3 separate regions of the Mus musculus genome follow, and regions 2 and 3 are each linked to region 1. Evidence: chromatin contacts called from public Hi-C and promoter capture Hi-C data. All regions are on one chromosome and are shown on one strand. The core of a region is the stretch at or near the end of the contact, and the rest is flanking DNA. Distances in the headings are between cores, read along the strand shown.

Region 1 (2,571 bases), core at 48-2,547:
GTGAGTGCAGCTTGAGTCGGGCTGGACTCAGGAAAGCCTCCCCTGCCCCTGAGGAACCCCACGTCTCCAGACTGTCTCCAGCCCATTCTGCCAGTCTCGGTCTTTAAGGGGAATTGGTCTAAGGGAACAGAGTGGGGCTACATCTGGAAGAATTGGGAACAGGGCTGCAGGCAGTGCAGGGGGACCAAGAGAGGTGAAGTGGAGGCTGACCCAGGGGCCAGAGACAGCGTGATTGAAGGCTTGGGGCCAAGAATCTGGGAGGGTCTGGCAGATGGGGAAGACCAGATGAGAAACAGACAGACCACGGAGAGAGAAGGGCAGCAAGAGAGAAAAGCAAAGACATCAGGGAAGCAGCCTGAGTGTCTGAAAGGCAGAGAGGAGTCCTGGGTACCAGGCTTGGGAACTGGTAGGGGCAGGTGAACCTTTCTCTCTCTCTCTCTCTCTCTCTCTCTCTCTCTCTCTCTCTCTCTCTCTCTCTCTCTCTCTCTCTCTCTCTCTCTCTCTCTCTCTCTCTCTGTGTGTGTGTGTATGTGTGTGTGTGTGTGAGATCAGGCCTCGGAACTTCATTCTGGTAGAGTAAGCTACTAGGAGCAGTAGAGGTAGGGAGGGGCTGCGGGAAAGGAGGTGGAGAGAGAGGACCCTTCCCATTTCTCTCCCTCCTCCTGAAGGGGCCCATGGTCAGGTAGCTGTGCCCCTCCTCCTTCCCCAGAGCAGACACACACCTGACAGGCCGTTTGCTCCCCAGAGAAAAGAAGCCAGAGGGCAGCAGGGGACCAGAGAGGTAGGCGGGACGAAGAGGAGAGAAGGAAGGAAACGGAGGAGTGGGGAAACAGGATAGCAGGAGGGAACGAGGAGAGGAGAGGAAAGGAGAGGGAGGTAATGAGAGAGAGGAAAGGAGAGCGGGAAAAGAGGAGAAAGGTAAAGGAAGAAAAAGGCAGAAGAGGTGGGAAGAGACAGGGCAAGAGGGAGAGAGAAGGGGCAGAGAGGCGGAAGGGTGAAGAAAAATCGGGAGGCAAAGGGAGAGAGGTGTGTGAGATGGGAGAGAGCAGAGCGCGGGAGAACCGAGCCGGCACGGCTCTCAGCCAGAGCGCACCGCAAGCTGCGGACCCCCCGCTGCCCCCGCGAGGATTCCCGACCCGGGCAGGCGCCCTTACCTGGCACTACCGAGGGGCCCGGGACCGCGAACAGCGCCCCGCCCGCCTCCGTCGCTGGCTCCCGGGGGCACAGCCCCAAGCCGATCCAAGCCGGCGCCGCGGCTCCGCTGCAGGTCTGAGCGGCCCCGGCGAGAACAAGGGAGCGAGACGGAGGGGGCGGGGGAAGGAGGCTCCGCCTGCCGAGGAGAGGCGGCTCGCGCGGGAGAGGAGAGCCCTGCCTCCGACCCTCCCCAGCCAGTCCCCGCCCCCGCGGCTCCCGGGCTGCTGGGCGCATACAGATGCGGGGCCCCTCCCGGGCCAGCCCGCAGCACGGCAAGGTACAGGGGTAGCACGGCTAGGCTATTATTCCCAGGGCCTGGCGGAGGAGACTCAACACGATCGGCCAGCACAGCACCTGCGGAGGCACACCGTGAGGCGGGGCGCTGGGAGAGCACTGCGGGAGACCCGGCTTCACGTTCTGGATTCGGGTGCGGCTGCGAGGCTACCGACTCAGGACCTTGTGCGGGTCACGACGGCGAGTTCAGTCAGCTAGGGTGAACTTCAGGATGGCAGGGGAAGCAGGAGTCTAGGGAGCTCGCCAGGGACAGGGGAAAGATAACGGTGGGCAGTGAGAACCTTTTTTGGGGAAGCTCTTTGCAAGATCTAAAGAGTGTGTGCACCCCCTGGTGGCAGTTGTGGGAAGCACCTTGAAGGGCGACCAAATGCCTAATTGTGCAGGGGGACCGGGAGGCCGACCCTGCCGGCTGTTGGGGTACTGCAAAAGAAACAGGCCACCCTATTTCCCAGAGTAAAAAGACATACAGCTTTGGACTGATTAGAGACAAAGTGGGGATGAAGGTTCCCGAGGAAGGCCGCTGCCCCAGAAGAACGCAGATGCCCACCGTCACAGCCATTCACCTTCCCCTTTCACCCAAACTCTTCCCAAGGAAAGGCACTCAAATGCTAGTCAAAACTAAGTCAGATTTTTATTTTTCCATAGACCACATCATTTAATAATAAAAAAAATAAAAATAAAAATTGAACAAAAGGAAAAGGTGGCTATAAAGTGGAACCAGCGGGCAAGAGACTGCAGGCCAGAGAACAGGGGACTGCAGGGGCCTGGGACTCAGGAGAGGCTGATTCAGCTCATAGGTGACCCAGTCCTGGCCCCAGCTGTCCCCAAAAGGCTGAGTACCAAGGGAGGCGGAACGCAGGATGGAGGGAAAATGAGCGTGGGACACTGGTTATTCCCACGTACGGCCACATCTTCCCTTCATAGCCTAGCTCTTCCCTCTCAGACTTAACAGGAAGAAAGGAGAGGGCCAAGTTCCAAGAGTTAGGTTGGGGAACAGGGAGATTGCCACTGCTCCATTTGATATGAGGGGACGTGTGGCAGTTATAGTTCAGCACTGAGCAATGGTGTGAGACCCTTGGTTCC
Region 2 (2,571 bases), core at 25-2,524, 490 kb before region 1:
GGAACATCACTGTACATTTTTTTAAAAAGAAGTATTCATTGTTTATCTGGAACTCAACTTTCACTTGACTTCCTGAATTGTATCTCCATGCAACCACGGGCATGCAGAGTTCTCAAGAAAAATATCACCTGGACCAGCAACCCATTGTGAGCATCCATAAGGATGATGCCCTGGATGTTGGAGAGGAAGATTCAGAGGAAAAAGGATGCTCACCTTCTCAGGGGCTACCACTTGGAAGAATCCTTGCACACACCCAGCCCCTGCTGACAGAAGTCATTTTCAGAGCATCCAGGTCCCCAGCCCAGCCCTAGACTAAACCATCTTCTTGATGAATAGCTGACTACTCCTCCTATTGCCCAACTTCAGGGACATCTGACCACACCCAAGAACACAGACATGGGCTCCACAGGCCCTCACACAAGACACGTACAGTCAGGTGCTGGACACTGTGCCGGTGGTGTAAGTGACATCTCTCAGCTCCAATGTCCTTCTAACTTTTCTTGAAAGGCATTCTTCAGAAAGGGCACTTCTGAGAAGGTCACACAGTAAGTCAGCGAGGCTTCTGAAGACACCCTGCCAGGACTATACCACCTCCAGCGCCTACTTATCAAACACAGATTAATATAGCCCTAAGGGCATTGTTCTCAAAACTATTCAGAGAGAATGCTAGTTAAATAGGAAAAAATGGCTGCTAAATTTAGCTAAAGACTTGTTCTATCAATCAATGGTTTAAAAAAAATCTAAAGACAATATCTTTTCACATTTTCAAATGCGTGTGAGTATGTGTTTGTGTGTATGTGAGTATGTGTGTGTGTTTGAACATACTAGCATGTGTTGTCCACAAACCACAACATACATGTGAGGTCAGAAGACAACTTGAAGGATTCTATTGTCTCCTTCTACCTTGTGGATCTGGGGATAAAACTCTGGCCATCAGGCTGAGTAGCAGGGGCCTTTAGATGCCGAGTTATCTCACTAGCCCAAAACATCTTCTCTTTATGCTGTCAGTGCTGCAAACACATTGTCATAGAGCACTGCGCTCCCCAGAGATTTGAGCCAGCTATCTTCTCCCCAAAAACCCAAATAGCCTGAGGAACATGCAAAACTGGTCTTTATGCCCACTGTTCTTAGGCCTCCCAAAGGTTGTAACTTTTATTTGACTGAGTGAGCCCAAAGTTCTGTCCAGATTTTGTAGCCCACTGTTGACTTAATGCTCTCAAGAGCTCTAACCATCTCCCTAGGGCATTGCTGTGTGCAGCAAGCAGCTCTCAGGTCACTGGAAGTTTTCAGGCATCATCAGCAACCTAAAAACCAGGCCTGACTTTCCTTAGCTTTAAACCACCAATCAAGAGGGGTAAACAAACCTCCTTTATCCTTCTGTCTGAGTCTTGATAACCGCTGTTACTAAAATAGTTAGGAAGGATGCAAGAACCATAAGACAGAGAGAAGGGCTGCAAAATACTATTGTCTGATTGTGACCCAGCCATTGTAATCAGGAAGTCAGCAGCTGCAGTTGCCTGCACTGAGCCTGCCAATCATGGATAAGGACAGATCTCCTGGGGCCCTACCTCTGCTGAACTATTGGATAATGGTGGATTTGGGGTACGGTTATCTTCATATGTGTACCCAGCACTCATCATAACCAGACTTCATTGGATAGCTCCATACCCATAGTCACACAGATGGCCCTGCCCTGGCTTTACTCAGTGGAACACAAAACTAAACACAAAGTCATAACCATGGGAAAGGGACCGATAAGGCAGAAGGGGGATGGCTGGAGGAAGGGAAAGATAGAGAAGGCAAAGTGAAGGAAATCAGAACGCATTGTAGATATGTATGAAATGGCCAAAGAACAAATGTGGTTAATAAAACAGGGGAGAGATGTTTGTTCTTCCTTCCAGTGTCCTTTGAGCTGGGTGGCTTTGTTTTTTGACCTCACAGCGCCCCCTGCTGCTCTAACTAGCCCATCTCCATAAACAGGTCATACTGGAGTTCAAAAAAAAAAATAGGTCAAAGAAGGAAAACACTCTCTTTTCACAGCTGATCTCAAAGCTGTTCTCTGTCTCCATTCCCCATCATCCCCGAGACTGATACCTGCTTCTGTATTGGTCCTATGAGCTCACTATTCACCAGTCAGTAAAAGAGGACGGGCTTCAAGGATAAGAGATAGTACTCTAAGAGACCCAGAGAAGTGGATATTTTCCCTACAAAATGATGAATACAGGACACTAGCTATCTTGTGGAATACTCAGATATGTGTCTAAGATGGAAATCTCAGAAGCATTTGGAATGTGTGTGTGTGGGCCAAGTGTCCAGAAAAGAGCTTTGACATCCCTGTCTTCCTGTGGCACCTTCCATTCCAAGATTCCTGGGGACAACCTGGCTTAATGGATACGAAGAAGTACACCAACGAAAGACAAGGACCAGCACATCTGCAGGCAGAGATAATGCAAAGGCTCCTGCTTTGAAGAAAGACCTTGCGGATTTGGGCAAGAATAAGGATGAAGAACTCTACCATGATGTTTCCCTAGTGCTACTCTCTATAAAGCTTTTAAAAAACATTCTGAGGGC
Region 3 (2,571 bases), core at 51-2,550, 470 kb after region 1:
AGAACCCTCTCACTTCTTGATGCTGTTGGTGATGAGCAGATGGGAATCGTGCCTCTCATCCAATAGAAGCATGGCCCCAAGGTAGCCCACCCTCTTGTCTGTGAATCTGGGGGAGGCGATCAGTTTCAGGCACTCCATCTATAGGGAAGGAGGCAGACCAGGAGGGCAGTGTGAAACCACAGGGCACTAACTTCCGGGCTACAATCTCCTTTAGGCCAGATTAACTTGTGAGGGATCATATTTCATCACTCTCTCTGTAACCAGAAGCTTAAGTGTGGATCCAGATGACAGCAGGCAGGTTTCAGGGACCTGTGTAGGAGTGGAGTCTGGAAAGGGGATGGGGAGGTGCTGAACGGGGCTGGCAAGAAATCACTAGTAGGGTGATAAAAGGTTCAGAAACTAAAGGATTTAGCTGGGTAGGGCGGGGCATGCCTGAAAGTCCCTACACTGAAACGGAGGCAGGGTTTTCTCGAGTTCCCAGTCCGGGCTATAGAGAACCTGTTTCGAAACAAAAAAACTGGAGGAAAAAAACAAAAACAAAAACAAAAAAACAAAAACCACAGCCTGGGTACAAACACAAAGGGGCGCACTGGCCATCTTCCTCAAAATTTGTAGCCATCCCAGGCCAGTACCTGTCCAAAGTGGGCGGGGTAGCCCAACATGTGGACGTAGAGCAGTTTGGCCAGCTGGCGATGCCTCTGCAGGGGATCCCCATCGCGGAAGGAGGCCCGAATTTGGGCGCACTCCTTCTGGATCACCTCCCGTTCCTGGGCCTGCGTCTTGGCCCCGCGAATCTCTTCGATTAGGTCCTGAAGTCTCAACGAATGCACCACCATCCTGGGGACAGAGCCCGGGAGTTGAAAAGACTTTATTTCAACACGTTCTAGCCGGTTGGATAGAATTGCCTTGTGCCAAGATCTCGAAGGGATTGCGTCCCACCGCCGCCCTAAAACTGTGCCCACTTTTACCTCCCACATGTACCCGGGGGCCACCCTCCCGCCTCGCAAGGACATCCCCACTACGCATGCGTCCTTGCTCCACCCTGTGGCTGTTTCTACTGAGCCTGCGCTACAGACCAGTCTATTTCTCGCTCTTCTTCCCGGACCAGTTTCTCCTCTCTAGTTTTCCTTCTGGTTCTCTGTACTATTCCCTTCGCGAGATTTCTTGCCCCCATTCCCACTTCAGAAGGCACTAGTTTCCCAGTCCCAAGCTCACCTGGCTTCGGTGTCAACTTTGCTCCTCTACCCCCCACCCAGCACTTCCTGGTATGGGACAGAGCTGGGGTTGGTGCTCGGTTCGGGGCCCTTCCCTCTTCCCCGCCTCTATCACGGGACCCCGCCCCTCTAGGGCCTCCCTGCTGAGTCGTCTTGACATTTCTGACCTCTGGCCTGTCTCTGGCACTTTGGTAAAGGAGCCTAGAATTGTTCCATGATTGTGGCTCCCCCAGGGGCCTCACTTTTCATCCACCCCACCAGGTGGCACTCAGAGAGCTTGAGTCAGAAGCCATCGCACCCCAAAGGAGATGACAGTCCCCCCCTTTTTGGAACTTTTTTATTAATATACTTTTTTTTGTTAAATTTCTTTGTTATTTTTTTTTTCCTGCAAGACTTGATGTTGGCGGCACTGTTGTATAACTTCAATCCCAAATTCCATGAAATAGAAATCAGAAGTAAAGATTGAGAAGGAAGGAAGGAAGGGAGGCAGGAGGAAGGCAGGCCAGGGAGTAAACAGAGGTTGACTAGAAAAATAAGAAGAGTGTGTGTGTGGTGGGCATTCCTGGGCAAGGCCATTCCTTGAGGAAGGGATTGATTGGCAGGCAGCTTGCCTCTGCCTCATGCAGGGTAGGAAAGTCCCCCGGGGTTCCACAGTCCCCTCTTGTACAGCTTTCTGTCCCCAGAGGGAAAGTTAGTCCCAGGGATCAGCCATAATCTCAAACAGGCTCTCCCCCCAACTCTCGTCCGGGGTTGACACCCACCTCTGCCCTGCCCTGTGTGGGGCAGCGGCTTCCTCTGATTCCCCGTTAGCTCCCATCTCGCAGGAGTCTACGCGAGGGGTTAGAAACTAGACTTGTGACAGCATCTGCTGCCCTTCAGCCCTCAACGTGTTCGCCCCACAACTGTCAGAGCTGAGGACTGGGGTCCTCGCTTGCTGCAGCGCCTCTAACCCTCTGCAGAAATGTCTTCTTCAGTCCCCTTAGGAATTTAATCAAAGGCCACAAGTGAGTCCAGACCAACCAAATAAATTTTCAGGGGGGCAGAGAAGGGTAGAGAGGTGAGTGGCAGAATCTGAAGAGGGGCGGGCTTGGTTGCACCAGATGGTTTTTCGTTGCTTTTCTCAATACTCTTGGCTTGGCGTGCCATCCTTGGTGGTTGGGAGAGGGACTGGTTGAGGAGGGCAGGAGAGGGAGCACGGGGAGTTTCCTGTTGTTCGCTCCCCTTTTCTCCCTCAGGGAAGATCAAAGTAGGCAAGAACTTAGGTAGGTTCTGGGAGGTAAGAGTGGAGGGTACTTTTCCTGCAGCTTTCCCTTGGGGCCAGTGAGCCCCAAGTGGCTCAGGCAGTGCCTTGTCTGGC

The links. A called contact is a pair of places that touch in the nucleus more often than the background predicts. Capture Hi-C pulls out chosen DNA fragments and counts their contacts.
Region 2: a contact with region 1 is called in a Hi-C map of large pre-B cells, with 2.9 times the contacts expected there. The contact joins the enhancer-like site here to the promoter of Cdh24 in region 1. A contact is called at or near these places in 8 of 39 promoter capture datasets (the HPC-7 cell line, HPC-7-derived erythroid cells, cranial neural crest and 5 more), 1 of 484 Hi-C or Micro-C datasets (large pre-B cells), 1 of 115 datasets of contacts at active chromatin or transcription factors (memory CD8 T cells) and 1 of 9 other capture datasets (adipose tissue).
Region 3: a contact with region 1 is called in a promoter capture Hi-C map of adipose tissue. The contact joins the promoter of Ap1g2 here to the promoter of Cdh24 in region 1. A contact is called at or near these places in 1 of 39 promoter capture datasets (liver), 2 of 484 Hi-C or Micro-C datasets (both in embryonic stem cells) and 2 of 9 other capture datasets (adipose tissue and liver).

The regions. Positions count from the first base shown.
Region 1 is chr14:54,640,067-54,642,637 of GRCm38.p6, forward strand. Cdh24 (cadherin-like 24) reads right to left here and starts at 1,298. Exons shown (of 12, transcript NM_199470.2): 1 at 1,155-1,298. It overlaps Acin1 (apoptotic chromatin condensation inducer 1), which reads right to left. Exons shown (of 19, transcript NM_023190.3): 19 at 2,095-2,571.
Region 2 is chr14:54,151,092-54,153,662 of GRCm38.p6, forward strand. It overlaps Tcra and Tcrd. Among named protein-coding and RNA genes, the nearest start is that of Gm30275, 27 kb to the left of the region's middle. Within about 2 kb of position 1,275, at least 11 of the 459 cell types and tissues checked have an H3K27ac peak or open chromatin away from gene starts, as enhancers often do.
Region 3 is chr14:55,105,293-55,107,863 of GRCm38.p6, forward strand. It overlaps Ap1g2 (adaptor protein complex AP-1, gamma 2 subunit), which reads right to left and starts at 1,301. Exons shown (of 22, transcript NM_007455.5): 1 at 1,216-1,301; 2 at 633-837; 3 at 14-138. The coding sequence starts at 836. Jph4 (junctophilin 4) reads right to left here. Exons shown (of 6, transcript NM_177049.5): 6 at 1,534-2,571.